2 separate regions of the Mus musculus genome follow, and region 2 is linked to region 1. Evidence: chromatin contacts called from public Hi-C data. All regions are on one chromosome and are shown on one strand. Each heading gives the region's core, a stretch centred on a gene start, on an enhancer-like site or on the middle of the called end of the contact. The rest is flanking DNA. Distances are from core to core; before and after follow the strand shown. Region 1 holds the start of Grsf1 (G-rich RNA sequence binding factor 1). Region 2 overlaps Slc4a4 (solute carrier family 4 (anion exchanger), member 4).

Region 1 (3,721 bases), core at 293-2,792:
GCAGAGGTTCTCAACCTGTGGGTTGAGATCTGCTCCTCAGGTGCCAACTAAGACCATGGAAAAAAGACAGATATTTACAATTCACAACAGCAGCAAAATTGCAATTATGAAGTAGCAATGAAAATACTTTTATGGTTGGGGGGGGGGCGCACCACAAGATGAGCTGTTGTAAAGATGTAGCATTCGGAAGGTTGCCAGCCACTGCTTTAGGGTTTGTGTCTCACCGAAGAAAAGAGGAAGAACCTCTTCTACACATCTCGGGTATAAAAGGAACAAGCCGGTCAGGTTTTCTATTCTTTCCTTCTTGGACAGAAATATGTTTTCATTTGTGAAATACCTGGTTTTCTTAAATCTAAAAGGAGTCCAGAGTAAACAAGCCAAAGTTTAAGCCCAACCATCTTAAATGTCTCAAAGGTAACTTATCAGAACGTAACCTTTCAAAAGTCTGTACTGGGGCTGGAGAGATGGCTTATGGGTCTAGAGTGCTGGCTGCTCTTTCAGAGGACCCAGGTTCAACTCCCACCACCTGCATGATGGCTCACTGCTGTCTCTAACTCCAGGGCCAGGGGATCCGATGCCCTTGTCTGGTCTCCGTGGCCACACCCATATATTAATACATTAAACTAATAATAAAAAAGTCCGTATTGTTTTAAGATGAATACCATAGGATGACTGCCATTACATAGTTAACTTAAAAAAAAAAGTTTTAGAGCTGGCACTGGGATAAAGGTGAAACAGTGGAAAATGTAGGCGGTTTCTTTACTTCTGGAAGTTGAACAAGAATTGAATTTCAAAAACTTTGAAATATGTTAAGATTTTCCACGATAGAGAGCCCTATATTGGTCTCCTCACCCCCACGAGGAGGTTGGGGTGATCTAAGCGATTACCCTGCCACGGAACTACACTACCCAGTCACAGAGATGCCTCCTAACCCCACCCCCGCCACAACCAATCAGCCTCTCCTTCATATTTTTACTCTAAGAACTCCCATTTGTCTTTAGTTTTTTATTTTTATTTTTTTACCTTTGACAGGTCCTTGCCACATAGGAGAAAACTGCACAACCACTCATGTATTTATTTGCAAATCTCTACACCTTCACTTGTGACTATATTGTCTAAGGAAGGCTTTATTTTATATAATATATGATAAATATTATATACATATCTCACATATACTATAAAATCAGTGCTTCCGTTCAAAACAAAGTTGGCCTTCTGCACGAATTTTGAGGTTGGGGTATCAACGCCCCCTCAGCGTCGTCCCAAAACGTTTTAGAGCTAGGTAACCCATTCCTTCCGGAAACTTCGCCGGGCCTCGGTGACCCGCAGACCTCAGCTCTAACCTGAGCAGGAGAGCCTGGGACAACTTCCACTCTGGAGGCGCTCAGGTCACCCCACCCACACCCTTACCGGCGGGAAAGCCCCGCCCCGAGGGCGGAGCCTGGGCGGGGCCGCTCGCTCACCTCCGCCTCCGAGCCTCGTCTCAGCCCCGGGTGCGCGCGGCGCATGTGCCCGGTGCCCCCTCCCCCGCCCTGGATTCCACTTCCCCTCCGCTCGCGCCACAGCGGCCACCTCCAGGCCCCGCGCCGCCTCCGGAGCCGATGGCCGGGACGCGCTGGGTGCTAGGCGCGTTGCTCCGGGGCTGCGGCTGCAACTGCAGCAGCTGCCGGCGGACCGGCGCCGCCTGCCTGCCTTTCTACTCCGCCGCCGGCACCTTCCCGTCGGGCGTCTCTGGCCGCCGCCGCCTGCTGCTACTCCTCGGGGCCGCCGCGGCCGCCGCTTCGCAGACGCGGGGCCTGCAGCTCGGGCCTGCGGCCGCCGGGAGGCTGGCGGGTCCCATCCCTGCCCGTCCCTCCGCCGCCGCGGCCGCCGCCGCGTCCTACTCGGCCCTGCGCGCCCCGCTGTTTCCGCGATCGCTGGCAGCCGCCGCGGGCCCGGCGCGGGGTTACAGTCAGGTACGTGGCGCCGCGCGCGGGACCCTCGGCGGCCGCGCGCCCGCGTCGGTCTGTCCGCGAGCGCCCCGCGTGCGCGCCCGGGGATCCGCGGCACGCACCGCACCCCCGCCTCCCTCCCGCTCCGTCCTCCTATTGGGCACGGGAACAAGGGACGCTCTCACGGCCCCGGCTCTTCTTGTTTTGTTCCCTCCGAGTCTGGGCGGTTGGGCAGTGTAAGTGTGGCTGGGGTGAATGTAGAGGCCTTGTTTCCCGCCGGGCCCATGGTAGGTTTTGGGGGCGCCGCCGACGCCCCCCACCCCGACTCCCCCCTAGCCTTATGCCCGCTGGAGGTGAAGCTGAGCGGCCAGAGCCCGCGGAGGGTCGGGGCCGGCCGTGCGTGCGGTGGGAGCGGTAGGCCGGGCGGCTCGGGCCTCCTCGGCCGGCCACCGACGCGCAGCCCCGCGCGCACGGGAGCGTGGGCTAGCCTGGGACAGCCCCCGCGCGTCCCTCTCCCTTGTCCGCGGGGAGAGGCGGGCGGTCCACCTGACTGAAGGTCACCTCTGCAAGTCCACTCGCCTTGACAGAAGGACCTTTGGTGCAGCGGGGCTCTGCGGACGCGGAGAGCTGTGGGGAGACCGTGGGAAACTGGGAGAGAACGTGTGTGTGTGGGGCGGGGGCGTCCGTGGGTGAGGACTTGGGGGCTTCGGTTGTCACTCCACGATCTTTTCCCTTGTTTCCCGTCTTTTCAGAAAGACATTGTAAGAATTCATATTGCAAATATTTGGTCCTCTGTATATGTGGGACATTTCTCTTTTGCGGTTTATGTGGCATCTGGGAAGTGTCTACCTAACCTGGTAACGCCACTGGCCATGTTTATCTTAATTTAGTTTTGCGTCTGCTTGAATTAGTGATATCTGGGTGGTTCATCTGCATGGCTGATGTCTGCCAGTAGCTGAGCTAATTGATTTGAATCCCGGCCCAATACTTTCTGCTGCACTATTTATTTATTTATTTACTTATTTATTTTGTAAAGATGTTTATGGAATTCTGGGGAAACAGAAAGTAGCAGTTTGAGCCCCCTGCCGCGCCTGTCTCTGCTGTTGCCTTTTCTGTTTTTTTCCCTTATCCACTTTCTCTTACATTAGTCTTTTCAAGGCGTTTACCCATGTCCCAATGCCTTTTTATTAACTTCCTTTGCCTACAAAGTGAAGTATCCCTTCATAGAGCCCAACACAAAATAGCCAGCTGCTGTGCCTTTTGCCTTTGGCTCTTCATTTTACTGTCCAGTTTGGGCAAATGTGTTTGCTGTTTTTCACATGCTAACACTTCCCCTCCCCTCCCAAATTGTAATGTCCTATCTTTTATATCTCCCATCTTTATTCTTTTTTTCCCCTGTAGTTTTCTATTTTTTTAATTTACAGGATTTTGTATTTTTATTATAACACTTAAGGCATCTTGTTCTGTATCTTGCCTTGTTCCAGATAATCAGTGCTTTGAGATGATGGTTTGAGGTTGTGTTTTGTGTATGGGGTGATTTTCAATTAAGCGGTATAATTTGTCATTGTATGGCTTTTAATGAAAGTACTCTTACTCCCAGGGTTTGGAAAGTAGCCCTGCCCTTAGTGGTAGTACTACCACTGGAATGTACTTGTATATCACCTTAGGATATAAAATATAAACGTAAACCAAAGCCATCCTGGTATAGCTAGCCTGGTAGCCAGCACTTGGGAGACTGTGGCAGGATGGTGGTGCATTTGGGGTAGCCTAGGCCACATGGGCGAACACTT
Region 2 (3,585 bases), core at 1,068-3,567, 250 kb before region 1:
GCTGACTACACATATGTGCATGTATACATGTGCTTGACCACACACACACAGGGGAGGAGGGAAACGGGAGGGGGAGGGGGATAGAGTGAACACCCGCATATAATCGCATTCTGCAATTCTGCAACGTAATTTGTAACAAAATAAGTTGAAACAAAATAAGTTTAATAAGTTTCTTTTTTTCTTTTTCTTTCTTCCTTTTTATTAAGAAACTCATTACTGGTCTACAGCCATGCGTTCCAATCTTGTCTTATCTCAGAAACTAAGCAGAATTGAGGCCCAGGTAGTACGTGGGTCAGAAGGAGCTCACTACTTTTGGAAAGACTTACAAGAGTCTTCCTTCCAGACAAGAGCCTGGACATCGAGGCTCATCCTGATACCCGCCAGAATACTTTTCTTCTCTGCACTCAAAACTAAATGATTAAAATAGGATATGGGCCAGTCAGTAGAATTATGGGTGGGAAAGGGCTACCTTAAAGGCTAAGAAATCAAGTCATTTTCCCAATCTCTCTGAGCCTAAGACTCTTGAGATGGTTAAATAATACAGCTGTTACTCATGGATTCAGCAAATATTTAATTACAGCTTGTTATATTCCTATTATTCTTGAGAGGGAGGGGAACAAATCTACAAATAAGACAAAATGTTCCTTAAAAAAAAACAAAAACAGAAACAAAAACAAACAAACAAAAAAAAAAAAAACAACCTAATGACGAACTGAGGGACAAGATAATCTCAGAGGGCGCTGGAAGCTTTGCAGAGAGTAAAACCCCACAAGAGGCTGTCTCAGTGGTGCGGTGAGGATTCTGAGGAAGTGACGTAACTAGGGGCAAAGTCACTGTGTGAAAAATGTACAACAGCCTTCCAAGCAAAGGGGAAAACAAGGGCCAAGACCCTAGGATAGGAAAGTTTAGCACCGTCCAGGAAGTGGAAGGAGCCAGGTCATGCAAGCCAGGAGAAGGAGTCAGAGCTGAAGGCATCTGGAAGCCTCTGAAGAACAGTGAGACGGAGGCCGGCATGAACTGTTTTCCCTTCCCAAAGGGTCACTCTACCTGCGATGTGGAAAACAGATGCTTAGGGCACAAGATAAACTCGTAAACTACCACAAAAACCAAGAGCACTGTGTGAAAATCGGGGTGTTGGGAAGCCATGGAGACTTCATTCTGGACACTTTTTAAGGTTGAGATGTGAATCCTGAAAAAAAAAAAAAGTTGCTGATGCAATCAGAACTGCCCGAGCCGGGTACTAGAGACTCAGGGCTGTTGCTAAATGCGGCAAAATCCATGCATCAAGCTGGTGCTGGAGTCGTTACCAGATGCCAGCATGCAGAAAAGAGAAGTAGGATCAGGGTGCGGACCTGCGACTACCTGCTAAGACACACCAACATCCCCAAGTCAGGCAGTGAGACCAGTGTAAGCTGGACACGGGTGACATGGAAGTCAGAGAGAGCAGACAAGCCCACCGGAAAACTGAGAAGGACGGAGATGGGAAAGCCAAAGTTGGATTTGGCCAATAGGGAGGATGCAGGTGCCTATTACAGACCCCCTTGAAACAGGCCACTCTCGGTGCTGGGGGAGAGAGGAACAGAGAGGGTGCTCGTCTGTTCCTTCTTCTGTTTTTTACCTTCCTCCAGTGAGGAGGAGAGTAAATATTAACTGAGTATCTACTGTGCACCCTGCATACTTCCAGACACCAGGGACACACAAACCACGTCTACCTTCTCGAAGACATCTTCTGGTGCTCAGGGAACAGTCCAAAGTGCAAGGAGCCACCGGCTACCCAGCATTTGTGCACACAGATAAGGAGGACGTCGCAATGAGAACATTTTCCTAAACTCCTCAGAAGCACGACAGAATCCCAGAGCACTGCATGTACCCTAACTTTTTTTTTTATCCTCCCTCCGGAAAATAGAACTAACCCCAGGTCAGTCAGCATGCTGAGTCCAACACAACCGACTGTAGACGCCATTTTGGACCCTCTTATCCATCAGGCAGGATCTTAAAGCATCCTGTTGTCTCTTGATATATTTTCTAAACCTAGATATCGAAGCTTGTTCCAAAAATTATATGCCACATGTAAAGCAAAAGGGAAGCAAGAAACCCAAGAGATTGGAAGGGAAGGTAAAAAGGTCAGCACCCAAGCCCTCCGGCCAAGTTGAGAAAACAACCCAACCCCACCGTCTGAGCACGGAGTGGGGGTCACGCTGGGTGCATTCCTTGGCTCTTTGGTGCATATTTCACATTCCCGTCAAGACTATACATAGCAAGTCATCAGAGCCTCGTTTTCTCTGACGGCTCATACAGAATGCCCACAAATAGGCCTCTTCTCTGCCAAAAAGGAGCGAGTGAAACAGGGCAAAAGCACACAGCCTGGCGGCGTTCCTCTTCCTCAAGAGCAAAGTCATCCTGATGCCTTTGGCCTTCTGCACGGGGCAGAGGCAGTCCCTCCTCTTTACATGACAAATATCAGTTATTCAGCCTTACATTTCTTAGCAGTTGCTGGCTATTATTAGTAAGACAGAGAGAGATACCATGTAAAGTGGCTGACCTAACCAGTTCCCCCCTCCCTCTATAAATCACTAGGAAGAAATTAACTCATCCAGTCCGTAATCAGGCCCCCAAATCTGTCCTTTAAAATGTCCTTCGCACGTGCCCTGCATTTGCTGAAATCAGAGAAGGAAGCATACTGTTGCTCACATAGCCAGCGTGAGGCAAAATGCAGAGTGGCTCTGGAAGCTCCTTACCAGCCTCAGGGGTGAGGGAGGGCAAGCTTCATATCACATGGCCTCTGATTGGAGAAGTTAAACCCCTTCTATACAAGTCCAGACCCATGGTGAGGGGAAAAGGTGGGGGGAGGGGGTTCTAAATCTCCATTTTTCTGGGATAGCAAAATGCTTTAACTGGAACCCATGTCAAATCATCTGCCAAATGGGCAGGTTCTCACCAGCCGGTCCTAATCACGGAGCAGGCCTGTGAGGGTGACTTAAGTCCGGCACGAGAAACATTTGTGCAAAACTGTCAGCCACTAGGCCCAGAGCACCCATCCACATTCCAGCCCTCTGAGATCCCACCCCCCCTGAGCCCTTGCCAACTGCCAACGTGCTCGCAGACTAGTACTCACAGCGCAAGCAGCTGCCACTCAGCCAGTCAGCAAGTGGCAGGCCGCCAGCGCACAAGCTTCAAGAGCACCAGCCTGCTAGTCCCAGGGCTGTTAAAGGTTGAAGGTCTACGGGTATGCTAGCCTTTAGATTCGCCTCACTTGCCCTCCTGTCTCCCTCTCCCATGCTTCCCTATCGCGCCTCCCACGGTAGCAGTTCACTCGTCTCTATGGTAACAGCATCTGGTTTCAGAGTTAGAACTTCATGCAGCACAGTTCTCTCTTAGCCTGGGGCTTTTGCCAAGAGGTGCACTAGCAAAAAGGCTGCTGCCTGAGTTGGAGCCACCTGTTTCCCTGTCACCCCGGGAATGACAGTTATGCTGCGTGTCCTCGGATTGTGGCATCTATTTTGTGGAACGAACACTTTAACCTCAGCATGCTCTCCACAGTATAGAGGGGCTGTGCTAGAGCTGGCAGCCAGCGGTATCCAGAGC

The links. A called contact is a pair of places that touch in the nucleus more often than the background predicts.
Region 2: a Hi-C map of cardiomyocytes shows a contact between it and region 1, with 1.8 times the contacts expected there. The contact joins the enhancer-like site here to the promoter of Grsf1 in region 1. A contact is called at or near these places in 9 of 39 promoter capture datasets (the 3T3-L1 cell line, 3T3-L1-derived adipocytes, the HPC-7 cell line and 4 more) and 4 of 484 Hi-C or Micro-C datasets (the G1E-ER4 cell line, cardiomyocytes and embryonic fibroblasts).

Annotation. Positions count from the first base shown.
Region 1 is chr5:88,673,992-88,677,712 of GRCm38.p6, reverse strand. It overlaps Grsf1 (G-rich RNA sequence binding factor 1), which reads left to right and starts at 1,542. Exons shown (of 10, transcript NM_178700.5): 1 at 1,542-1,955. The coding sequence starts at 1,602.
Region 2 is chr5:88,929,498-88,933,082 of GRCm38.p6, reverse strand. All of the region lies in intron 1 of Slc4a4 (solute carrier family 4 (anion exchanger), member 4), which reads right to left. Among named protein-coding and RNA genes, the nearest start is that of Slc4a4, 44 kb to the right of the region's middle. Within about 2 kb of position 2,317, at least 127 of the 459 cell types and tissues checked have an H3K27ac peak or open chromatin away from gene starts, as enhancers often do. A contact at or near this core is called in cardiomyocytes, embryonic fibroblasts, hippocampal neurons and 1 more, where this site is marked.